Linked DNA regions of Sus scrofa: region 2 is linked to region 1. A link is a contact called in public HiChIP or PLAC-seq data. All regions are on one chromosome and are shown on one strand. Each heading gives the region's core, a stretch centred on a gene start, on an enhancer-like site or on the middle of the called end of the contact. The rest is flanking DNA. Distances are from core to core; before and after follow the strand shown. Region 1 holds the start of REEP2 (receptor expression-enhancing protein 2). Region 2 overlaps ETF1 (eukaryotic peptide chain release factor subunit 1).

What was found. HiChIP or PLAC-seq counts read pairs in DNA pulled down with a chosen protein or histone mark.
Region 2: a contact with region 1 is called in an H3K27ac HiChIP or PLAC-seq map of alveolar macrophages, with 7 times the contacts expected there. The contact joins the enhancer-like site here to the promoter of REEP2 in region 1. A contact is called at or near these places in 35 of 47 Hi-C or Micro-C datasets (adipocytes, adipose tissue, alveolar macrophages and 17 more) and 2 of 2 datasets of contacts at active chromatin or transcription factors (alveolar macrophages and skeletal muscle).

What each region holds. Positions count from the first base shown.
Region 1 is chr2:140,418,917-140,423,735 of Sscrofa11.1, reverse strand. It overlaps REEP2 (receptor expression-enhancing protein 2), which reads right to left and starts at 3,314. Exons shown (of 8, transcript XM_013995145.2): 1 at 3,044-3,314; 2 at 1,126-1,198; 3 at 766-842. The coding sequence starts at 3,075.
Region 2 is chr2:140,472,730-140,477,467 of Sscrofa11.1, reverse strand. It overlaps ETF1 (eukaryotic peptide chain release factor subunit 1), which reads left to right. Exons shown (of 11, transcript XM_003123975.6): 7 at 765-894; 8 at 1,415-1,570; 9 at 2,010-2,074; 10 at 2,820-2,967; 11 at 3,236-4,738. The coding sequence ends at 3,318. The region is part of intron 2 of LOC106509575 (a long non-coding RNA gene); the gene reads right to left. Among named protein-coding and RNA genes, the nearest start is that of ETF1, 29 kb to the left of the region's middle. Within about 2 kb of position 2,662, at least 1 of the 83 cell types and tissues checked has an H3K27ac peak or open chromatin away from gene starts, as enhancers often do. A contact at or near this core is called in alveolar macrophages, where this site is marked.

The sequences.
Region 1 (4,819 bases), core at 2,065-4,564:
TCCCGTCACGGCTCTGTGGGTTAGGAACCTGACTAGTATCCATGAGGATATGAGTTTGATCCCTGTACTCACTCAGTGGGTTAAGGATCTGGCATTGCCGTGAGCTGTGGTGTAAGTCACAGACGTGGCTCGGATCCCAATTTGCTGTGGCTGTGGTGCAGGCTGGCAGCTGCAGCTCCGATTCGACACCTAGCCCGGAATTTCCATATGCCACAGGAGTGGCCCTAAAAGAGAAAAAAAAACTTTTTAAGAAAAGGAACTCTTAAAAAAAAAAAAAAAGGACACATACATATACAGAGCCCAAGAGTGCCTGGGAAAATGCCTTTGAAATACAGGCATCCAAAGTTTTTAAGACCGACTCTTATGCCTATTTTCCAAATAGGGAAACTAAGGCCTAGAAAACTGAACTGCCCCAGGTCACGGTAAGTCTGGCAGAAGCAGGTTTCCTGAATTCTCCTGTGGTTCTTTGGCTACCGCCAGAAAGAAATGGGAGGGTTATGCCTGCTCTCATTCTGCTGATCCAGATAGGACTGGATGGAGGCTGGGGGTCAACGCAGTCAAGCCGGAGGTGATCCACAAGCACGGAGGCCCCAGCCGGCTAGGGGAATGGGCTACACCCCTTTGTTGTGCCAGGGCCCATGGAACTGTCGGGGGATTCAACCTTGAGGGAGTCCACCCTGGGGCTCGGGCTTCGGTTTGGTTGGCGGTATAGAAAATGCAGGGACCCTGGCTCTTGAGAGGCAGGGAGGGGATGCTGGACCTCACCAAGAGAGCACGATATCTGTGAGGGTCTCAGCCGTGGTGAAGAAGGCAAAGACGATCCAGTACATCATCCACTTCACCTGCAGGTACAGAGGGTGTGTTAGCGGGGTGCCGGCGGGGACACCCAGACTCCACCTCCGCCTGCCAGCCATGCTGGAGGTGCTGTGGGGGGCACTCAGGACCTCAGCTGTGCCTGTGCACCGCGCCGGGGCTGGGGGAAAGGAACACACAGGGGCTCCCCTGACCCAGGTCTCAGGAGTGCTGACCACATCAGTGCACAGTCATCCCTATCTGTCATGTGGCCCACGGTCCTCCCCCTCCCGCCGTGTGGGTCGAGGGCGGGATGAAAGGTCAGACACTCACATATTCCTTCACGTTTTTCGTCTTCACGGCCTTGTAGGAAGAATAGGCGGGGTACAGGGTGCCAAAGATGAGCCTAGGGAGGCAGGCATGGTTACTGGGCCCCTTGGCCAAGGGCAGTGGCCTCTCCCTCCCAGCTCTGCATCAGTCTCTGGGGAGGGAAGGGGAGGAGGGACAGCACTCCCAAGTGCCACACCAGCTGGATCCCTGAACTCAGGTCAGGGCTTAAGGTCAGAGTAAAGCCTGAGGTGATCCGCAACCAGAGGCCCCAGCCGGTGCCAGCGTGATGCCTCATACCCCTTTGTTATTCAGGTTTTGTCCAACAGAAAGGCCCAGAGGCCAGAGGGCCCTCTGAGGCCGCTGCAGCCCTGATCCACACATCACAGGGAGTGGGGTGGGCTCACTGCCACGGAGTGTCTTCCTTCTCCAGGCACCACACCCACTGACACCTAGCTGCCCTTACCCTCCACCTCCCTGCCTCAGAGCCAAGCTGAGAAGGGCCAGGGCTGCAAGGGAAGCTGACAGCACCTAACAGGGCGCTCCACCTGGCGGGCAAAGGTGCCACTGTAGCCTGCTTCCCTGGGGACCCGGGGAGCAGAGGGCACAGGGGCAGGAGGCCCTGAGAGAGGCAGAGATTTACTCCCCCATGGAAATACTTTTGGGAATAGGCTCGGGGGAGTGCGCTGGGCTAGAGGTCCTGGCTAGAGTGGCATCTGCTGGTGATTCCCTCAGAGACCACACAGGACCAAGTGAGGGAGGGAGAGGACTGATGCCCCTTGGGGCACTCATTCAGACAGAAGAGAAGCAGCCACTCCGAAGGCCACATGGAGGTCTGAGGGCCCTGCCTTCCCTCTAGGGTGGGATCCGGGAGAGGCAGGAGGGAGACTCTGGTGGGTCTAGGGAAGCCAGAACACAAGCACATGACAGCACTGAATGAGAAGGTGACAGCAGGGAGGGGATTCTGGGCCGGCAGGCCCTCATGGTAGAGGCTGGGGGGCAGGGTCATGAGCTGAGGCAGGGGTTGCCTGAGGCCCACGTGGAGCCCCTGGCCGCCCAGCCCCTTGACAATGTGTGGGTACTGCCTGTTCCCACACAGACTTGCCTCACTGAGGCAGGATACATCCGAAATGGCCCGTGGAGATGGGGTGGCGGGCGGAATCCTCAAGGACAAAGCCTGCGTTGTGGGAGCAAGGTTCCCTCCTGGAGCCTGGGGGAGGTGGTGGGGACATAGCTGGCAGCCTGGAATGAAGGCCACCTAACAGCCTCCCTCCGCAGCTTTCACAACCCCAGGCTGAGCACACACATCCTCTCCCAGGTGCCTCCCACACTTTGTCCTCCAACCATCTCTGCTTTCCAGAGCCCGGCCGCCCTGGGGGCCTCCCTGTGCCCTCACTCAGTCTCCTGACAGTCAGTGGAAGAAGGAGGGGAAACCAGGCCCTTTGGAGGAGCCAGGGCTGCCATGGCCCTACGCTATGGAATGAGGACGCCCTGCCTCGCTCCCCGCTCCTCCGGTAGCCCTCTCCCCCAGGGAGATGGGAGCCCAGGTCTGAGGAGCTCGTCCAGCCCAGATCTGCTACGTGGGGAAGCGGACATACCATCTCCCCTCGTCAATCAAGCCGTGCCGCCCAGCTCCCGGGATGAGGGAGGATGAAGGAGCAGGAAAATTAAAAATAAAAGGGGTGGGAAGCCAGGCCTGCCATGCTCCTCTAACATTTTCCCCCTCCGGTCCTGGGTCCTACACCGTCATGTCTCGAGGACCCCAAATAGGGACGATGTGCCTTTAGGTGAGTCTGCTGTGTGAAGCCACAGAGAGGTCCTCTCCGGGCTTCAATATCCCTCAACCCCCATCCTTACCGCCCCATCCCCCCTCCAAACGGCCGCGCCCCGCCACCGCCACCGCCACCCCCGCAGCCGCACTCACACCACCAGGCGAGAGATGATCCAGGACACCATGGCGGGGCCGCGCGGGGCGCGGGGCGCGGACCCGGCCCCGGCCAAGGATGTAGCTGCCGGAGGCCCAGCGGCGGCGGCAGCAGGAGCCGCAGTAGCAGCAGCACCCGCAGCAGCAGCCGCCGCGGGGGCCGCGGAGCGCCGAGCCGCCGCCGTTAAAGGGGAGGTCCCTGCCGCAGCGGCGGGCCGTGGGCGGCGGCGGCGGCTCTTAAAGGGGAGGCCGCGGCCGCGCGGCGGCGGCGGCGCGCCCCCCTGCACCTGCTGTGGCCGGGCATGCGCCTTTGACCCTCAGCGCCCTGCCTTCCTCTAATCACTTGTTCACCTTGCTTGGGTTCCAAGCCCAGGGTTCAGGTGTTCGGAGGCCTTCAGACTTCCATCCTGACATCCTGACCCTCCTCCTGTCCTACCCATATCAGGCTAAAGGACTTAAACATCCCACGGGGAATAACAGCTATGGCTTAGTGCTTACTGTGTGCCAGGGCCTGTGTGCTAAGATCTTCAAGTGCGTTATTTATGTGACTATCCTATAAGGCAGAGGTTGTAATTATCCTCATTTTGAAGATAAGACAATGGGAAGCATAGGGAGGTTCAAGAATTTGCTGGGGATCACAAAACCACTAAGTCATGCTGTTAAGGTAGGAACTCCAGAAGTCCACGAAACAGGCTACTTCTCCCAGCTGCTGACTAGCAAACCCTCCTCCCCCACCGCAGGCCATCAAGACACCCACCCAGGAATTCCTGAAGTCAAAGGTATAGGGGCATCTGTCCACCCCGCCATCACCAGTCACTCCAGTTGTAGGAAGACCTGACACAGTCCCCAGTGTGATTTCTTTTAGGTTGTCAGTTCCTAAGCTTTGTAGGGGAACAAACCTTTTGCTCTCGAGGTGGATACCCTGGGACAAGGGAATCACCCTCTTAGTAAAGAGAGGCTGGGAGAGAGGCCTAGGGTCTAGGTAGGTGTGAATCCAGGGGCTCCAGTTCCACCCCCATCAGCAAGAACCGGTGCCAGTGGATGGCCTAATTCTGAATACATTTATATCCAGAATGTAGGCTAGCCTGCCTCCTGATTTTCACCAAAGCAACAAAGCTCCAGCAACCTCTGTAACCCCCCTTCCCCCGCTGCTTTTTTTTCCTGTCCGCATTTCAAAGCTTCTGCATTCTTTATGTCAAGGTGTAATCCTCTGATGATCACAGAATAACCCGTGCCCATCCTGGCTGAAAGGACACGCTCAGAACTCTATTTCACTTATGGCCTTATTCAAACTCAGTATCCTTGAACCACACAATGGTCTATTTCCACCCTGATAATTGTATTTCCAGGCTCTAAACATTTTGGAAGATGTTTTTTTCCAACAGGATCCAGAGGAGCAGCCTCTGGTGACCCTTCTTGCTATTCTTTACAGCTTCCTCTTCAAAAGGCCTTCTCTAATTGGAACGTAGCCTGTCCTCACCCCTTAGGCCACTTGAATTGCTGCTTGATAAACAAGAATAAATCCTCTCTGGGCCTTCTTCTACCAACCCTGAGGTGGATCTAGGGCCACATGATTCACAGGTGGGCAAGGAGGCCTCTTGCTTTGAGGAGCCCTGCCACAACTGCCCAAAGCTTTGCACAAGCCATTCCCTAAGGCCATTTCCCCAGACTGCTCCAGGAAGGGAGGAACCCACAGTTCCCACAGAGCAAAACCAATGGGAAGCCTATCTTTGCTCCTATCCTCTAACTTACGCAGCATCATCCCCTCATCCCCAA
Region 2 (4,738 bases), core at 1,413-3,912, 54 kb before region 1:
CGCGGCATATGGAGGTTCCCAGGCTAGGGGTCCAATCGGAGCTGTAGCCACCGGCCTGTGCCAGAGCCACAGCAACGCGGGATCCGAGCCGCGTCTGCAACCTACACCACAGCTCACGGCAACGCCAGATCGTTAACCCACTGAGCAAGGGCAGGGACCGAACCCGCAACCTCATGGTTCCTAGTCGGATTCATTAACCACTGCGCCACCACGGGAACTCCCTAAAATGAGTTTAAAATGATTTCAAAGAAACTAGGAGGTGGCTTTTCCTGTCTTTTTCTAACTTACTCCTGGAGGTAAATAAAGCAGTGAAACTTGCAGCAATATAACAGAGTTGATTAAGCCTAAAGTGTTTAATCCAGAAAGTTCTTTTAGTTTATGACATAGGCTCAGTCATAACACATTCCCAAGGTATTCTTTTGGGGGTGGATAGTGGTGTTACAGTAGAAGGCTCGCTGAAGAAGTTTATACTCTGCCATCTTAGGTGGCAAGAACCAATAGTTCCTCCTTTCCTTGTTTGTATTTTATGAGTTAAGCTTTTATAGGTCTAATTGAATGTGCAGTGTGGTTGGCTAAGGAAGTTTATCCTGGCAGTGTTGCTCACTGAGACCTGCTCATGAATAAATTGGGCTCCTTCCCTCTGTTCTTCTTCTTGAGACTTTACTGATCGTGTTGCTAGTTTTGCATGCCATTAAGAAGTAATGGGTCTTGGTAAGGACGTTTTGAAGTATTAATGATGCACCCTTTTTTTCCAATTGTATCAGAGGTTGCAATCAAAAGTTTTAAAATTAGTTGATATATCCTATGGTGGTGAAAACGGATTCAACCAAGCTATTGAGTTATCTACTGAAGTCCTCTCCAACGTGAAGTTCATTCAAGAGAAGAAATTAATAGGTATCAGTGAAATGCAACTTATTTACTTTGAAAAGTTTTTGTATGTATATGTCTGTATATGATTATACGTATGAAATAAGACACTGGGAAGGTAAAAGGAAGCTTTAGCATTTTTGTTAAAATCCTTCTCAGTGGAATCATTGTTTTTAGTTGTTAGGTCTAATAAATGTGTTTTTCTGTTTTTACCTTTAGACAATAGGAACCAAACTTCAGTCTTATTTTCCATATTAATTATCCTTTGTAATAGAGGGATGAATAGAGAGCTCAACTTAAAGAGTAATGGAGTCATTGTTTGGCTTTGTTTCCAATTTGACACACACACACACATTTCCAAATGATTATCTATTTGGCCCAGCTATACCTCTTGTCTCAATTTCCGAAGGCTCAACTAGTGGTATGATTTTGCACTGACTTTTGGCACTTATTTTTAAGTTGAATTTTTTCTGACTTTAAGGAAGAGGGTCTATACCTATAAAAGAAGCTTGAATGTGTGTTCTCACTGACCTGTCCCTAACCACAGGGCGATACTTCGATGAAATCAGCCAAGACACGGGCAAGTACTGTTTTGGAGTTGAAGATACACTAAAGGCTTTAGAAATGGGAGCTGTAGAGATTCTAATAGTCTATGAAAACCTGGATATAATGAGATATGTTCTTCATTGCCAAGGCACAGAAGGTATGAGAATTAGAAAATAAGAACACTGCTTGTTACTGGGCTGTATATTCAAGAAGCCTGAGGTGGAGATTTGGGAAAGATGGCTAATTTCAGGAGCAATCAAAAGGCAGATCTAGATCTTGTTCCCACTCTTTCATTTTGTATCCCATTCCTTCATAGATTTTTCTGATTGGACTGATAAACATTTGCTTGAGATTGTTAAATTTTTTGAGGACAAAGGCTATATGTATACTAAATGTTTTTAGTATTTCTTTGTGATAGGAGTGGTGTGCCTGATAGACATTATTCAGTCACTGCATGCTGACTAATGTGCTTATGAAAAGAAAGTTGATAGAATGAGTTCAGGAGCCCTTTCATCTAACCTAACTCATCTCATAGGACTTAAACTTGTTAGTATATGAGAACCAGGTTAACACATTTTTTTCCCCTAATACTGCAGAGGAGAAAATTCTCTATCTAACTCCAGAACAAGAGAAGGATAAATCTCATTTTACAGACAAAGAGGTATGTCATTGTTGATTTTGTTTGGCAGTGGATGCAAGGAGACATAAATCCATGTGTTAGAGCCCTGGCGGCATAGAGCAGTATCAGCCTTGGGAAACCAAACTTCATACTTGTCGGCAGTGGGAGTACTGGGAGGTGGTCAGCTCTTATCTGCCACGTACGGATCTGATTCCAAGGAAGGAGGCCAGGTCATAGTTTATGGTAGAGAGGAAGATTTATTTAAATAATGCCTCTCCTTCACTCCATGTACTTTACCAGTTCTTCTGCTGAAGCAGCTTTTGCAGATTTGGCCTAAATGTATCACCACAGCTCAAAGTGTCACCTGCTCAACACACATTCTTGTAATTGGTAGCTTCTTCATATCCTAAGTTGAGGGACTTTGGCTTTTTATAAGGCTGCTCTAAAAAGCAGTGCTGGTATATCTCTTGGCTGTTGAATGAGTGCTGCCTAGAGACACTTTGCAACAGCCTGACTTCTAGAGACAGCAGGAGGAACCCTAAGTTGCAAAACTGCTAAGTGTGTGTTAACATTTCATTACTGAAGCTAGAGCCTGGGGGAAAATGTTGTTTGAAGTAATCAGAATTTCTGTGCTGTTGCAATCACGTCACCACAAACGAGAATTCATTTACAGCTTTACACACATACATAGAATGAGAGGAAGGAGAATGTTGGCAGGCAGGGGAGCACGTGCCCCTGTTTTGATACATCCTAATCCTGTTTATGTGTCTCCTGGCTGCCCCTGCAGACAGGACAAGAACATGAGCTGATTGAGAGCATGCCCCTGCTGGAATGGTTTGCTAACAATTATAAAAAATTTGGAGCTACGTTGGAAATTGTCACAGATAAGTCACAAGAAGGATCCCAATTTGTGAAAGGATTTGGTGGAATTGGAGGTGAGTAGCAAAATCAGAAAACTAAAAATTAAGGTCTTAGGCCACAGTCTTTCCTAGCTATCCCAAAATTACTTCAGGTGGGGTATGCTCATCCATTGAGGCAGCATGTAGCCACAGGTTCCTTGGTTGGGACCGTTTTTATCATCACCTCTTTGCTTTCTATAATTCTGCAAGTGGATTGGGCTTCCCTTTAAATTAGAGCGAACTGTTCCCCCCACCTCGGTTCTGTGAACCACACGTATTTACTCCTTTTTTTTCTTTCCTCCAGGTATCTTGCGGTACCGAGTAGATTTCCAGGGAATGGAATACCAAGGAGGAGATGATGAATTTTTTGACCTTGATGACTACTAGGTAGTCGACATGGGTCCGGCAAAACGTGCCTCACCCTCCAGCATCCAACCCAAGGAGCATACCCGTGGTGGAATCCAAACAGATCCCTGCCTTACAATTGGAACACTTCCGGAACTTAATCCATGAGCATTGGATATTGAAAAGAAAACCGAAACAAAACCAGACCCAACCCTACACTTTGGTTTGTCATGGTGTCAGCGCAGCAGCCTACAACTAAGTTCCTAAATGCCACTTTGGACTAATTTAAAAAGAATCCCAGTTTTTACTTTTACTCGATGGTGAAATTGGTTGCTCTTGTATTTTATGAAAAAAAAAAATGATTTTTTTAACCTTCATACATAGAAGCAAAAATACTTTAACTGCTGTAAACCTTCAAAAGTTAATAGAAATGAGATCATACTGGTTTGTTTCTTATTTTGATTGGAGAAAAATTAAATTGCTGCATTTCGCAGTGACCCATTTACATGGCATTCTCAGCTTAGACTGCATAAGAAGAAATATATGTGGTGAAATGTTGGAACCATTTCTCTCTCGGTCTCTGTTTAATGTTGAAAGGGTGAGCTAATAGGAGACAGATTCAACTTCACTCCCTCACACTACCCTCCCCCTCCAGACCGTCACTTTCAAGGATGCAGATTGCATTGCAAAGACAAACTGACACATGAAGCATTTGGGCCAGTGCTGTTACTTTCAATCTGTTTTGCTGGCGCATTCGCGCCCGGGGTTTGGGAGCCCTTAACATCAATTGCTTTGACAAGGGTTCGCATAGTCTTGCCTACTAAAAACAGTTTGGGATGGATATGATGGGGCTTCTGTGCTATTGCTGGGATTGGGAGAAATAAAACATGCAATTTAAGTGGAAGCAAAGAAATTTAAAGAATATTTTATTTTGCTTGGGTCTGTCCTTGGCAAAAGGGAGGTGGTCGTGTTTTCCTTGTGTTGGATGGCATGAGATTATGTGAATGTGTTGATTTTTTAAAAATGAACTGCAAGGTTTTTCACAGGAACAACAGACATGTATAACTGCATGTAATTATAAGCCCCTGACCTCCTGGTGGGGTTGGAGCATCTGTTTCAAATATGGGACTTACAAGCACCTCTCATAGAAGTTATGGGAGGGGGGTGGGAAGGGCAGGGGCGGGAAGGGATGGGACAGAGCTTCTGGCACCAAGGACTTAACCATGTTGGATTCAAAAGTGGGCCTGAAAACCTGAAGCTGAGGCTTCACAGCTGGGCTGTAAATCGGACTTGACCCCAGCTGACATGCAAGGTCACGGCGTGCCTGGGGTGGTGACAGTGAACAAGGTGTATAGAATGTGCCCAGTGGTAGCAATGGGAAAAAAAGTATACCAAATGGACTTTGAAGGACCAAAGGTTTTTAAAAGTCAATTGGTATTACCCTCAACACTGCTAGGGTAGT